Linked DNA regions of Macaca mulatta: region 1 is linked to region 2. A link is a contact called in public Hi-C data. All regions are on one chromosome and are shown on one strand. The core of a region is the stretch at or near the end of the contact, and the rest is flanking DNA. Distances in the headings are between cores, read along the strand shown.

The links. A called contact is a pair of places that touch in the nucleus more often than the background predicts.
Region 1: a Hi-C map of fetal cortex germinal zone shows a contact between it and region 2, with 2.2 times the contacts expected there. The contact joins the promoter of ANKLE1 here to the promoter of USE1 in region 2. A contact is called at or near these places in 2 of 14 Hi-C or Micro-C datasets (fetal cortex germinal zone and liver).

The regions. Positions count from the first base shown.
Region 1 is chr19:17,766,706-17,772,872 of T2T-MMU8v2.0, reverse strand. It overlaps ANKLE1 (ankyrin repeat and LEM domain containing 1), which reads right to left and starts at 3,489. Exons shown (of 11, transcript XM_077978275.1): 1 at 3,112-3,489; 2 at 2,885-3,037; 3 at 2,344-2,449; 4 at 2,095-2,233; 5 at 1,139-1,876; 6 at 835-1,012. The coding sequence starts at 3,335. The region is part of intron 1 of DDA1 (DET1 and DDB1 associated 1); the gene reads right to left. BABAM1 (BRISC and BRCA1 A complex member 1) reads right to left here. Exons shown (of 9, transcript NM_001194597.2): 9 at 6,118-6,167.
Region 2 is chr19:17,694,012-17,700,226 of T2T-MMU8v2.0, reverse strand. It overlaps USE1 (unconventional SNARE in the ER 1), which reads right to left and starts at 3,096. Exons shown (of 8, transcript NM_001257921.1): 1 at 2,948-3,096; 2 at 2,606-2,655; 3 at 2,389-2,467; 4 at 2,139-2,291; 5 at 994-1,003; 6 at 54-81. The coding sequence starts at 3,049. It overlaps MYO9B (myosin IXB), which reads right to left. Exons shown (of 40, transcript XM_077978240.1): 40 at 5,525-6,215.

The DNA of each region.
Region 1 (6,167 bases), core at 2,240-4,739, 72 kb before region 2:
TTGTATTTTTAGTAGAAATGGGGTTTCTCCATGTTGATCACACTCATCTCTAACTCCTGACCTCACGTGATCCGCCCACCTCAGCCTCCCAAAGTGCTGGTATTACAGGCGTGAGCCACCATGGCCGGCTGGGGCTCACGCCTGTAATCCCAACACTTTGGGAGGCCAAGGCGGGAGGATCACTTGAGGCCGGGAGTTTGAGAACAGCCTGGCCAACATGGTGAAACCCCATATCTACTAAAATTACAAAAAAAAATTAGCTAGGCATGGTGGCACATGCCTGTAATCCCAACTACTTGGGAGGATGAGGTACAAGAATCGCTTGAACCCAGGAGGCAGAGGTTGCAGTGAGCCAAGATTGCACTACTACATTCCAGCCTGGGTGAAAGTGTGAGACTCTGCCTCAAAAAAAAAAAAAGGAAAAAAAAGAGGCTGGTGTGGTGGCTCACACCTGTAATTCCAGCATTTTAGGAGGCCAGGGTGGGCGGATCACCTAAGATCAGGAGTTCAAGACCAGCCTGGCCAACATGTTTAAACCTCGTCTCTACCAAAAATACAAATATCAGCCGGGTGTGGTGGCGGGTGCCTGTAATCCCGGCTACTTGAGAGGCTGAGACAAGAGGATTGTTTGAACCCAGAAGGTGGAGGTTGCAGTGAGCTGAGACGGCACCATTGTACTCCAGCCTTGGCAACAAGAATGAAACTCCGTCTTGAAAAAGAAGAAGAAGCTGATGATTAGAGAGGGCCAGTCCCTTTCTTAAGGGTACACAGCGAATAAAAACCAATCCCCAAATTTTCTAGCTTCCATTTCTGGGGCTTTCCTGCCCTAAGTACCTGGGGTCCAGCAGCAAATATGTGAAGCTAGACTTCACCACCCCCTCCCGCCACCTCCTGGCGGGATCTGGCTGCTCAAACTGCTGGGCCAGCGCGTCTTCATCTGCCTGGACATCTGGAATACAGCCTGTCCGCAGGGCTGCAGCCAGTTCTAGGCTGTGCCCTGAAAACTCTGGGCCTGGAAGTCAAGGGAGATGGAGGAAGGGATGATTCTGAGATGGGGAGGGAAGTGGGGCAGAGAGCTGGGGTTCTCTGGGAGATTCCTGGAGGCTCCCTGGATTCCACGTGCCCTGGGGAGACTAACCAGGGGCAATCTGGGCTTCTTTCAGCCGCTGGAGGTAGAATCGCCGGGTGAAGGGTGTGACAGGGCCAGGATTCTCACCAAGCGCTCGGAGCCCCTGCAGCAACTCCAAGTCAGACACAATGGAGACTGGCGGGTGCTGGCAACAGCCGACAGGGTCCCTGCCACCTGTAGAGCTTGCCTCATCCTCTGTCAGCCAGAGCGTGGCCATGTCACTATCAATGGATGTCTGGTGCTCCCACAGGCCGTGGCAGTCAGAAGCTCCAGGGGGTGGTGTCTGTGGGGGGCTGTGAGCTGGACTCCTGTCTAGGAGAGGCATGGAGGAAGGGGAGGACTGGAAGCCAGCAGCATTTGGTGGGGTCAGAGTCAGGGCCTGCAGACGGGCATTCAGTTCTGCCTCCGTGCCCTGAGACCTAGGTACCCTCTGGGTGGCATGGACAACATGCAGAAGTGCCTGCCTGGTCGGTGGCAATGACCCAGCCCAGGGGGGAGTGTCCAAGGCTGGGTCCTCAGCTCCAGAGACCTCAACCGCTGTGATGAAAGAGGCATCTGAGCTGTAATCCCAGTGCCCTGGAGGGGACGCTGAGCTCCCATCTTTGTCCACAATTTCAAGGGGAACAGGGAGGCTGGGGGGTCCTGGGTCAGCCTCCAAGCCCATGTCCCTGTTGTCACCTCTGCATGGCTGCGTTTGGAGTGCTATGGAGTCCAGCATCTCATCAGGAGATCCAGCGAGGCCTGGAGCTGCAGGTGAGAGTGGGGGTCAGAGAGGAGAGGAGGAGGGATGAGACAGCGATGGGAATAAGATCAGACATAAAAAGGAGATAGGAATGTCTGAGGCCGAAAAAGCTGGCCACAGAGAGTGGACGTAAGACAGAACCAATAGGCGGGGTGGGGGAGACAGTGGATGCCAGGGACTGGTCCAGAAGTCAAGCCCCAGCAGCCCTGCAGGCCCTACTCACTGCCAGGTGCAGCCCCGGGCTCCTGGGTCTCTGCCCCGATCCGGGTCCGGGTCCTGGTCCGCGTGTCGAGATCTTGCAGGACTCGCGCACACTCCAGGTGCCCCTGCTGCAGGGCCAGGTCCAGCGGCCGGAGTCCGTCCTACAGGGGCGCGGTCAGCAGGGGGCGCTCGAGGCCCTCTTACCTTCTTTCCCTCCCTCCCTCCCTCTGGGCTCGCCCAGCCTTTCTTTGCCCGCGCAGTGCCTCCCAACCTGGTCGCGCAGCGCCGGGTTTGCTCCTTGGCTCAGCAGCAGCTCCAGGCCGCGGCGGCAGCCCCAGGCAGCGGCCACATGCAGCGGCGTCAATGCCTCGACAGATCTGGGGCGGCAGCGCAAGAGGGGTCATTGCGGACTCAGCCTCCCGGCAGGAACCCCGATCTCCGCTCTGGGGACCGGGAGCCTTTGTTCTCGGCCCCCTGATCTCCACTGTCCACCCTGGGACACTGCCCTTGGAACCTAGATGCTATGACCTCAGGCCAGGACCCAAACCTCTCCCGTCTGACCCTGGAGGCTCCACCACAAGATCCAAACCCTTGGTCCTAGCGCAGCCCCATTCCCCGCCCTCGGTCTGGGGCCCCAGCGCCTCCCTCGAGCCCTAGCCCCTGCCCTTAGACCCCCAAGTTCCCTCCCCAAGACTCCCCCAAACCCCACCCTCGGGCTCCGAGGCCCTGGCCCGGGATGGTGGGGCGCCCCTTCCCGGATTCCCAGACTTCGGCTTGGGGAGACCCCGCCCCGGACCCAGGCTCTACCTTACCGAGCGTTGGGGTCCCCGCCTTGGCGCAGTAGGGCCCCGAGGCAACGCAGGCCGCGCGGGTGCCGGGCTCCGGCAGCCAAGTGCACAGCAGCTGCGCCATCCTCCAGCACCAAATTAGGGTCCGCGCCGCAGCGCAGCAGCTCCTCTACCGCCCTGCAAACACCGGGGTCAGAGTGGACTCGGGTCAAAGACCCCCACTCCTGGCCCGCCCCCGGCCCCGCCCTCACCACGGCTCCTCCTCCCGCAGCGCCGCCCGCAACCTGCGAGCCAGGAGGGCCTCGGAGCACATGCCCTGGTGGGGTCCGAAGCGCACCGCCTGTCGGGTCGATTTCCTACTTCCCGCGGCTGACTTGTGGGCATGCGCCGCTCCGCCCCTCGGCTCATGGGGACCCTCTCCGGGGCTGAGCAGGGTTCCCAGCCAGGCTGCCCCGCGTCGCACCGGGGTCCACATCGGGGTTCGAGAGCTTTGGTGTTCGCAGAGGCCCGTGACACCCGGAGGCGCTCAAGCAGGGCTGGGACCGCCGATAAGAGCCCGGGCGGGAGGATGCCACCGGGTGTGCCACTATCTCATTTAAAAACGGGAAACGCAGAGGCACCCGCCTCGAGTGGGTGGAGCTACGATTAGGAAAGTCCGGGGTGCCCCAGGTCTTTAAGTCTCAGGGAATCTTCTGCAAGGGTGGCCTCTGAGAGGGCGCACGGCCTTATGAGAGGCTTAGGCCAGGCACCGTGGCTCACACCTGTAATCCCAGCACTTCGGGAGGCCCAGGCAGGAGGGTTGCTTGAGCTCTGGAGTTCGAGATCAGCCTGGGCAACTTGGATAAATCCTGTCCCTACAAAAAATACAAAAAACTAGCCGGGCGTGGTGGCTTGCGCCTGTGGTCCCAGCTACTTGGGAGGCTAAGTTGGTAGAATCTCCTAAGCCCGGAAGTTCGAGGATGCAGTGAGCCATGATCACACCACTGCACTCCAGCCTGGGCAACACAGCAAAACTCTGTCTCAGAAAATAAACAAGTAAATGAATACATACATACATACATACATAAAATAGAGGCTTCAATTTCCAACCCCCAGGCCGAGGGCCCGGCTCAGGCCTTTAATCATAGTGCTTTGGGAGGCTGAGGCGGGAGGATCGCTTGAGGCTACTAGTTTGTTGTTATTTTTCCTTTCTTTTTGTGAGTGCAGGAGTTTGAGACCAGCCTCGGCAACAGAGTGAGGCCATGTCTGTTTGTTTTTTGTTGTTGTTGTTGTTGTTGTTGTTTTTGAAACAGATCTTACTCGGTTGCCCAGGCTGGAGTGCAGTGGCGCAATCTGGGCTCACTGCAATATTTGCCTCCCGGGTTCAAGTTATTCTCCTGCCTCAGCCTCCTGAGTAGCTGGGATTACAGGCATGTGCCACCACGCTCGGCTTATTTTTGTATTTTCAGTAGAGATGGGGTTTCACCATGTTGGCCAGGCTGGCCTCGAGCTCCTGACCTCAGGTGATCTGCCTGCCTCAGCCTCCCAAACTGCTGGGATTACAGGCAGAGACCTTGTCTTTATTATTTATTTATTATTATTATTATTATTATTATTATTTTTTTTTTTTTTTGAGACGGAGTCTCGCTCTGTCGCCCAGGCTGGAGTGCAGTGGCGCGATCTCGGCTCACTGCAAGCTCCGCCTCCCGGGTTCACGCCATTCTCCTGCCTCAGCCTCCCGAGTAGCTGGGACTACAGGCGCCCACAACCGCGCCCGGCTAATTTTTTGTATTTTTAGTAGAGACGGGGTTTCACCGTGTTAGCCAGGATGGTCTCGATCTCCTGACCTTGTGATCCGCCCGCCTCGGCCTCCCAAAGCCCTGGGATTACAGGCGTGAGCCACCGCGCCCGGCCTATTTATTATTATTATTTTTTTTTTGAGACGGAGTTTTGCTCTTGTTGCCCAGGCTGGAGTGCAGTGGTGTGATCTCAGCTCACTGCAACCTCCTCCTCCCGGGTTCAAGCGATTCTCCTGCCTCAGCCTCCCCAGTAGCTGTGATTACAGGCATGCACCATCATGCCTGGCTAATTTTTGTATTTTTAGTAAAGACAGGGTTTCACCATGTTGGTCAGGCTGGTCTTGAATTCCTGACTTTGTGATCCGCCCGCCTCGGTCTCCCAAAGTGCTGAGATTACAGCCATGAGCCACCACACCTGGCCAAGACCCTGTCTTTAAAAACAATCTTTTTAAAAATTTCCAGCCCTCGTTCTGTGTTGCCCATTTTCAATCCAGCGCAACTAGGACTTCAGTATTTTGGAGGGCTGGACCTCTGAGTCTTAGGTGTCCCATCTGCAAAATATGAGAATCCTAACGAAGTTGATGCGGGGATTGAACAGGGGCTTAGGCACAAGGGTCTGACACACACACAATAGGTTCCCGAAAAATGTTCATAGGGAAAAGCAGTCACTCAATAAAGCTATTTGTGTTTACTTTTGAGATAGGGTCTTGCTCTGTCGCCCAGGCTGGAGTGCAGTGGTGCGATGACAGCTCACTGCAGCCTTGACCTCCTAGGCTCAAGTGATCCTCCCACTTCAGCCTCCCAAGTAGCTGGGAATCACAGGCGTGAGTTACCAAGCCTGGCTAATTTTTGCATTTCCTGTAGAAACAGGAAATGTTGCTATGTTGTCCAGGGTGGTCTTGAACTCCTGGCCTCAAGCAACCCTCCTATCATGGCCTCACTACTGCTGATGGAGCTGTTAAACCTCCCCCTTAGGGACGTATGATCCAGGCCTGGCTGATCAGAACACCATACAACTCTGGAACATGACTAGCTCTTAATTGTAGGTCATGTAACCCCCCAGGGAAGTCCAGTCATATCTAGGTGCTGAGAGAACTCTGCCTTGACCTGGGTTGGGGTCTGGGGAGTGGTTGGAGCCATCATATACCTTTCGATTTGTTGGGGGGTAAGCGGGGCACACTGACTGGCAACCATGTAGTACCCTCCCCAATGGCAATGTTGTCCTGGCACCTGGATATAGCCAAACCTGAAGCTGTTGTCTTGGCTTTTTCATCTTTTTTATTTTTGAACTTTTCATTTTTATTTGAGAAAAGCTCTCGCTCTGTCACCAGGCTGGAGTACAGTGGTGCGATCTCAACTCGCTGCAACCTCTGCGTCCCAGGGGCTTTTTCATCCACAAGAAAGCAGCCACTCACCTTTGCTCAGTGGCTAAGTTTTCCGTCACTTGCAATGAAGGTGATCCCAATTAACGCAAAGTGATTGGTGTGGACTTCGGTTAACGAGTCTCAAATTTTTATTTTGATGGCAAA
Region 2 (6,215 bases), core at 1,847-4,346:
CTGCCGCACCACCCAGTTGCCACTACTGCCCCCCCAGGGCCACAGACACTCACGTTCTCTTCCTTACGTCCATCTCAGGCTCTGAAAGCAAAACAGGCCAAGCAAAAAGGCAAGTGTTTGTTTCCTGTTTCCGGCATCCTAACCATTGCCTGTGCTGGGCCTACTGTTTGGAATGTTGTTTCCTCATCTTGTCTGCTGCCCCGTTGGCTTCTGACCATGCTTGAATACCCCCTCTTCTAGGAGAGTCTCCTTACTCCTGTCTCATTTCCCTCAGACCCCAGATCCCTCCCTCCAGCCTAGCCTTGGTCCCATAGGCTGGGCGTGCCTAGCTTTAACAAATTTATCTATTTGCTTATTTTTGAGATAGAGTCTTTCTCTGTCAACCACGCTGGAGTGCACTGGCACGATCTCAGCTCACTGCAACCTCCCCCTCCCAGCCTCAAGCAATCCTCCTGCCTCAGCCCCCCAAATAGCTGGGACTATAGGTGTGCGTCACCACACCTGGCTAATTTTTTTCCTTTTTTTTTTTTTGAGAGGGAGTCTTGCTGTGTCACCCTGGCTGGAGTGCAGTGGTGTGATCTCAGCTCATTGCAACCTCCACCTCCTGGGTTCAAGCAATTCTCCTGCCTCAGCCTCCTGAGGAGCTGGGACTACAGACAGGCGGCACTGCATCCGGCTAAGTTCTGTATTTTTAGTAGAGACAAGGTTTGGTCATGTTGGCCAGGCTGGTCTCAAACTCCTGACCTCAAGTGATCCACCTGCCTCAGCCTCCCAAATTGCCGGGATTACAGGTGTGAGCCACTGTGCCCGGCAGGAGTGCCTAGCTCTGTTTCCTCTCGGGGTCATTTCCTCTGTCCTGGCTCTTCCTCCACGTGTAATTTGGTTATGTTGCTGTTGGAGTCAGGCTGGGCATGGAGGCCCCAGGGCAGCAAGGATGTATGTCTTGTCCTAGGCAGCTGGCCCTCAAGTCCTGTTGTGTTCATGGTGACTCACCTGCAGAGTCCTGTGGAAAGAAGTAAGTGGCATGAGACTGGGTGCGGTGGCTCACTCCCAGCACTTTGGGAGGCCGAGGTGGGCAGGTCACCTGAGGTCAGGAGTTCGAGACCAGCCTGGCCAACGTAATGAAACCCCATCTTTACTAAAAATACAAAAAATTAGCCAGGTGTGGTAGGGGTGCCTGTGATTCCATGGCTCAGGAGGCTGAGGCAGAAGAATCTCTTGAACCCAGGAGGCGGAGGTTGCAGTAAGCCGAGATCGCCCCACTGCACTCCAGCCTCGGCAACAAGAGTGAATCTCCATCTCAAAAAAAAAAAAAAAAAAGTAAATGCCATGAAGTCACCCCCCTTGTCTTGTTCCCAAACCTGTCCCTTCTGATCTCAACCTTTTCACCTTCAGTCAGGACATGGGGAAATCCCATGACCTCTGAGCCTGTTTCCTCAACTATAAACTGGTAACAACCACTCATATATATATATTTTTTGAGATGGAGTTTTGCTCTTATTGCCCAGGCTGGAGTGCAATGGCTCAATCTTGGCTCACCGCTACCTCTGCCTCCCAGGTTCAAGCGATTCTCCTGCCTCAGCCTCTTGAGTAGCTGGGATTACAGGCATGTGCCACCACGCCCAGCTAATTTTGTATGTTTAGTAAAGACGGGGTTTCTCCATGTTGGTCAGGCTGGTCTCTAACTCGCGACCTCAAATGATCTGCCCGCCTTGGCCTCCAAAGTGCTGGGATTACAGGCGTGAGCTGCCGCGCCCCGCCACAACAACTCATATTTTAAAAGATTGAGCTGATCCACATAAAGTGCTCAGAAAGGAACTTGTCATCTTCTCTTACAGCTGAAGAAACTTTCGTGTCTTGTAAGTTGCAAGCCAGGACTCAAACCCTGCTCTTGGGCCAACTCTGGGGCTTAACCTGACACGTTCCATTTTTGCCTTGTACCAAATTTGCTATTCATCTAGCAAAGCCTTAGCCACAGTGCCCCTCTGTTGGGCGGCCTTGTGTGATGACCCAGGGAAGCGATTGCTGGACCCCCTCAGAGCCCCTGTATCTGACAGTATTGTGGTTCCGGCTGCCTGCAGGCATAGAACCCCCGTCCCTGTCCAAGGGGTTCCCAGGGACCAGGAAAGGAGCCCTACCGTGCCTAGTAGCTCACTCCGCATCTCGCTGGTGTACCGCGCCCGTGACTGCAGATGCACCGTCTTTGTGGCGGGCACTCGCTCTCTGGCTGTGGTTGGCACACGGCCAGGGGCCAGGAACTGGTTGGCCAGTGCTTTCTCTGAGGAGGAGGTCTGCAGAAATGTGGGAAGAGAAGTCACTGGAGGGGCAGGTCCTGGGGACGAAAGTGAGCGGTGATGGGGGCTGAGGGGGAGGGGCACCCCTTCTCACCAGCTTCTCGGCTTGCAGCATCCCCTTCAGAAAATCCACCTTCCAGGAATATTCATTGATCACCTCAGAGGCCGGTTTGCTGGGAGGTAGGAAGAAGAAAAAGAAAGCCTGTCCATGGTCCCCAGCTCAGGGAAGGGTCCCAGCTGGGACAGCGGTACTGGGATGTCCCAGAATAGCCACGTGCTGATGTGAAAGCAGTAAGGCTGCCTGCACTCACCTCGCGTGGACCTTCAGGGCCTGCAACATGTCCTCCAGGGCTCCCACGTACTGGGGAGGAAAAGTGGATTGTCACCCGGGGGTCGTTCCCACGTCCTGCTCATGGGAGTGGGGGGCGGGGCCGACAAATGGGAGGGGTCAAGCGCAAAGGAGGCGGGGCCAGTGGGGGAGGGGCGGAGTCCCAGGGACGGGGGCGGAAGCTACAGGTAGACGTGGCGGGACTGACCGGAAAGGGCGCTGCCCGAGAGGCTACTGGGGCAGGGGAGTCCGGCTAGGTGGCTTCCAACCCTAGGAACCACCCCCCGGGAGTCGGACTCTACGCGGCAGTGCGAGATCCCCTCACCTTCTCCAGGCGCCACTCGTCCGGGTCCCGTTTCTCCGCTGCCATCGCCTCGCAGCGGGATAGTAGCCGCACCAGGTTCAGCTCCAGCCTCGACGCCGCCATTATCGCCCGGCCCTACCCCGCCCCTTCCGCCGGCGCCATGTTAAGAGAGGGCGGAAGTGCCTTCAAGTGGCCTTCCGGGCGGATGTTTCGCCTGCTCCCGTTCGCTGGCCCATCTTTGTTTGGAGCAGAAGTAATACCTTGTTTTGAGGCGGGGCGCTGGGCCGGGCGCGCTGCCTCAGGGCTGTAATGCCAGCATTTTAGGAGGCGGAGTTGGGAAAGGATTGCTTGAAGCCAGGAGTTCGAGGCCAGCCCGGGCAATATAGCGCGACCCTACCTCTATTTAAAAAAAAATAGGAGAGAGGGCCGGGCGCGGTGGCTCAAGCCTGTAATCCCAGCACTTTGGGAGGCCGAGACGGGTGGATCACGAGGTCAGGAGATCGAGACTATCCTGGCTAACACGGTGAAACCCCGTCTCTACTAAAAAATACAAAAAACTAGCCGGGCGAGGTGGCGGGCGCCTGTAGTCCCAGCTACTCGGGAGGCTGAGGCAGGAGAATGGCGTGAACCCGGGAGGCGGAGGTTGCAGTGAGCTGAGATCCGGCCACTGCACTCCAGCCTGGGCGACAGAGCGAGACTCCGTCTCAAAAAAAAAAAAAAAAAAAAAAAATAGGAGAGGCGCCACCCCATTCTTTCTTACTCAGGCGAATCACTTCCTTTTCTTCGAGAGCGTGTTAACCCTTCGGGAATGATAGGACGACCGGGATCTTCGGGTGTCAGACCCCCCTGCACTGTGCCCTCTTGTTCTGTTTTGCTTGCTCGAAGTACCTCCCCCCACCCCACTACTACCTGGATTCTTCCCAGTCGGAGCTGTTTCACCTCCGCGGGCCCTTCCCGATTTCTCTTGTAGGAGGGGCTCTAGCCTGGAATTCAGGAATCCAAGGCTTCCCCCACCTCAGCGGGGCTCATCTGTATTGTGGTTATGAGCTTCCAGGTCACAGCTCCAGCTCTGATTCCATCCCCGGCCCTGGGCGAGTTTAACTTTTCTTGATCCGTTTCTTCCCCCGGGAAATGTACAGTGTGACAGTACCTGCCTCAAGGGTGATATGGGGCAGCTCTGCCTCAGAGTGAGCAAGGTGGGGCTGGGTCCCCCCTAACGCCCAGACCCCCGTGGAGAGAACCCCTTCCCAGCCCACCTCATTACCTGGAAGCTGAGTACCCCTATGCCTGCAGTGCCACGCTTCTGGAGTGAGAGGATGAGGGTGGGGGCTTCACAGGGACCAGGGCCTGGCATGCAGCCCTCATGTTTTCCCATACCTTAGATCATCTGTACCTTGGTCACACCAGTGGGCCTGATGTCCTTGAAAAATACCATAGACGGATGGGCGCAGTGGCTCACGCCTGTAATCCCAGCACTTAGGGAGGCTGAGGCAGGTGATCAACTGAGGTCAGGAGTTTGAGACCAGCCTGGCCAACATGGTGAAACCCCGTCTCTACTAAAAATACAAAAATTAGCTGGGTGTGATGGTGGGTGCCTGTGATCCCAGCTACTTGGGAAGCTGAGGCAGGCAAATCGCTTGAATCCAGGAGGCAGATGTTGCAGTGAGCCAAGATTGCGCCATTGCACTCCAGCTTGGGCAACAGAGCAAGAATCCATCTCAAAAAAAAAAAAAAAAAAAGAAAAAAAAAAAAGAAAAATACAATGGAGGGCTGGGTGTGGTGGCTCATGCCTGCAATCCCAGCACTTTGGGAGGGTGAGGTGGGTGGATCACTGGAGGTCAGGAGTTTGGAGCAGCCTGGCCAACATGGTGAAACCCTGTTTATCAAAAAATACAAAAATTAGCCAGGTGTGGTGGTGCACACCTGTAATCTCAGCTACTCGGGAGGCTGAGGCAGGAGAATCGCTTTGGGAGGTGGAGGCTGCAGTGGGCTGAGATCGTGCGAACTGCACTCCCGCCTGGGCGACAGAGACCATGTTTCAAAAAAACAAACAAAAAAACCCCACAACCATGGAGACCAAACCCAGGGCCCATCAAAGGGGCCTCTAGAGGCTGGCAGGGCAGAGTCTAAATCCCAGCCATGCCCCTCCCAGCTGTGTGGCCTTGGACAAGCCCCTCAAACCTCTGGCATGTGCAGTCTGGACTTGGGTTCTTCAGGGCCCCCGAACCAACACCAGCCAGCCAGTGCCCACAACTCCCATTTGATGGCAGCCTGGGAGCCCATCTGTTCCTGTCCTGCTGGGCCCACAGGGAACTGGCTACCTCTGATGGATGGGTGGTGGCTGCAGCTGACATTTAGGCTCCAGAGACTGGGCATTGAAACAGGGAGGCCAGAGAGGCTCCCAAGGACAGCAGGTGCTCCTTGCCAAGTGAGGCTCTGCTGGGAGCTCCATTTGCTGGAGGGTCAAGACAGATCTTTGAGGACAGTGTTCCACCATCCCCTGCACCCTTCTTGGCTGAGGCCACAGGGCAGACCCCCACCCCCTGGCCCTGCTCTTCCAAGCCCGATCCCACATGAGCAGGCATCCCAGGCACACACTTCTCAGGCACTTTTTATTTCACGCCGTGCGGAGGGCCCTTTGTCCCAGATTTGTGGCCATGTGTCCAGGTGTCTGGGGGAGTGGGCCAAGCCTGAGAGAGGAGGGCCCTGCTCCAGAGATCCCCAGGTTGTCCCTGTTGACCTGTAGGGAGGTCTGACTTCAGGCATTGCCCTCCTGGTCCGTGAGCAGTCCTGAGTCACTGGCTCCTGTTCTGTCACATGGGGTGGGTAGTGCCAAGAGCAGCCAGCCTCCTGCAGCCCTTGGCGTCCGGAAGAGTGACAGCCACATTCAAGTCTCCCTGGCATGTGAGGTCTGTGGTGCCCCTGACTCATGTCCTGGCTCCAGCCAATAGCCTAGACCCCCATAGAAGGTTCCAGCACGTCCTCACATGCACATTGGCCAGGTGGCTGTCCCCCGGAGACATGTGTCAGACGGGCACGGGTCAGGTGGCCCAAGTGTCCAAAACTCTCATGGAGGGTCCCAGCCCACTGGCCACCCCAAGCCAACCATAGCAGGGGTCTGAGCCTCAGACGCACAGGGGCCTAGTGGCCTCCGCTCTGACAGCTCAAGTCCAGGTTATAAGGGAGACGGGCAGCGTTAATAGAAAACTTTGTACATACACATATAAAAAACCATTTGGTCTTCCATTAAGGCTGTTACAGTTTAAAGTTACGTAAACCACGTACAAAG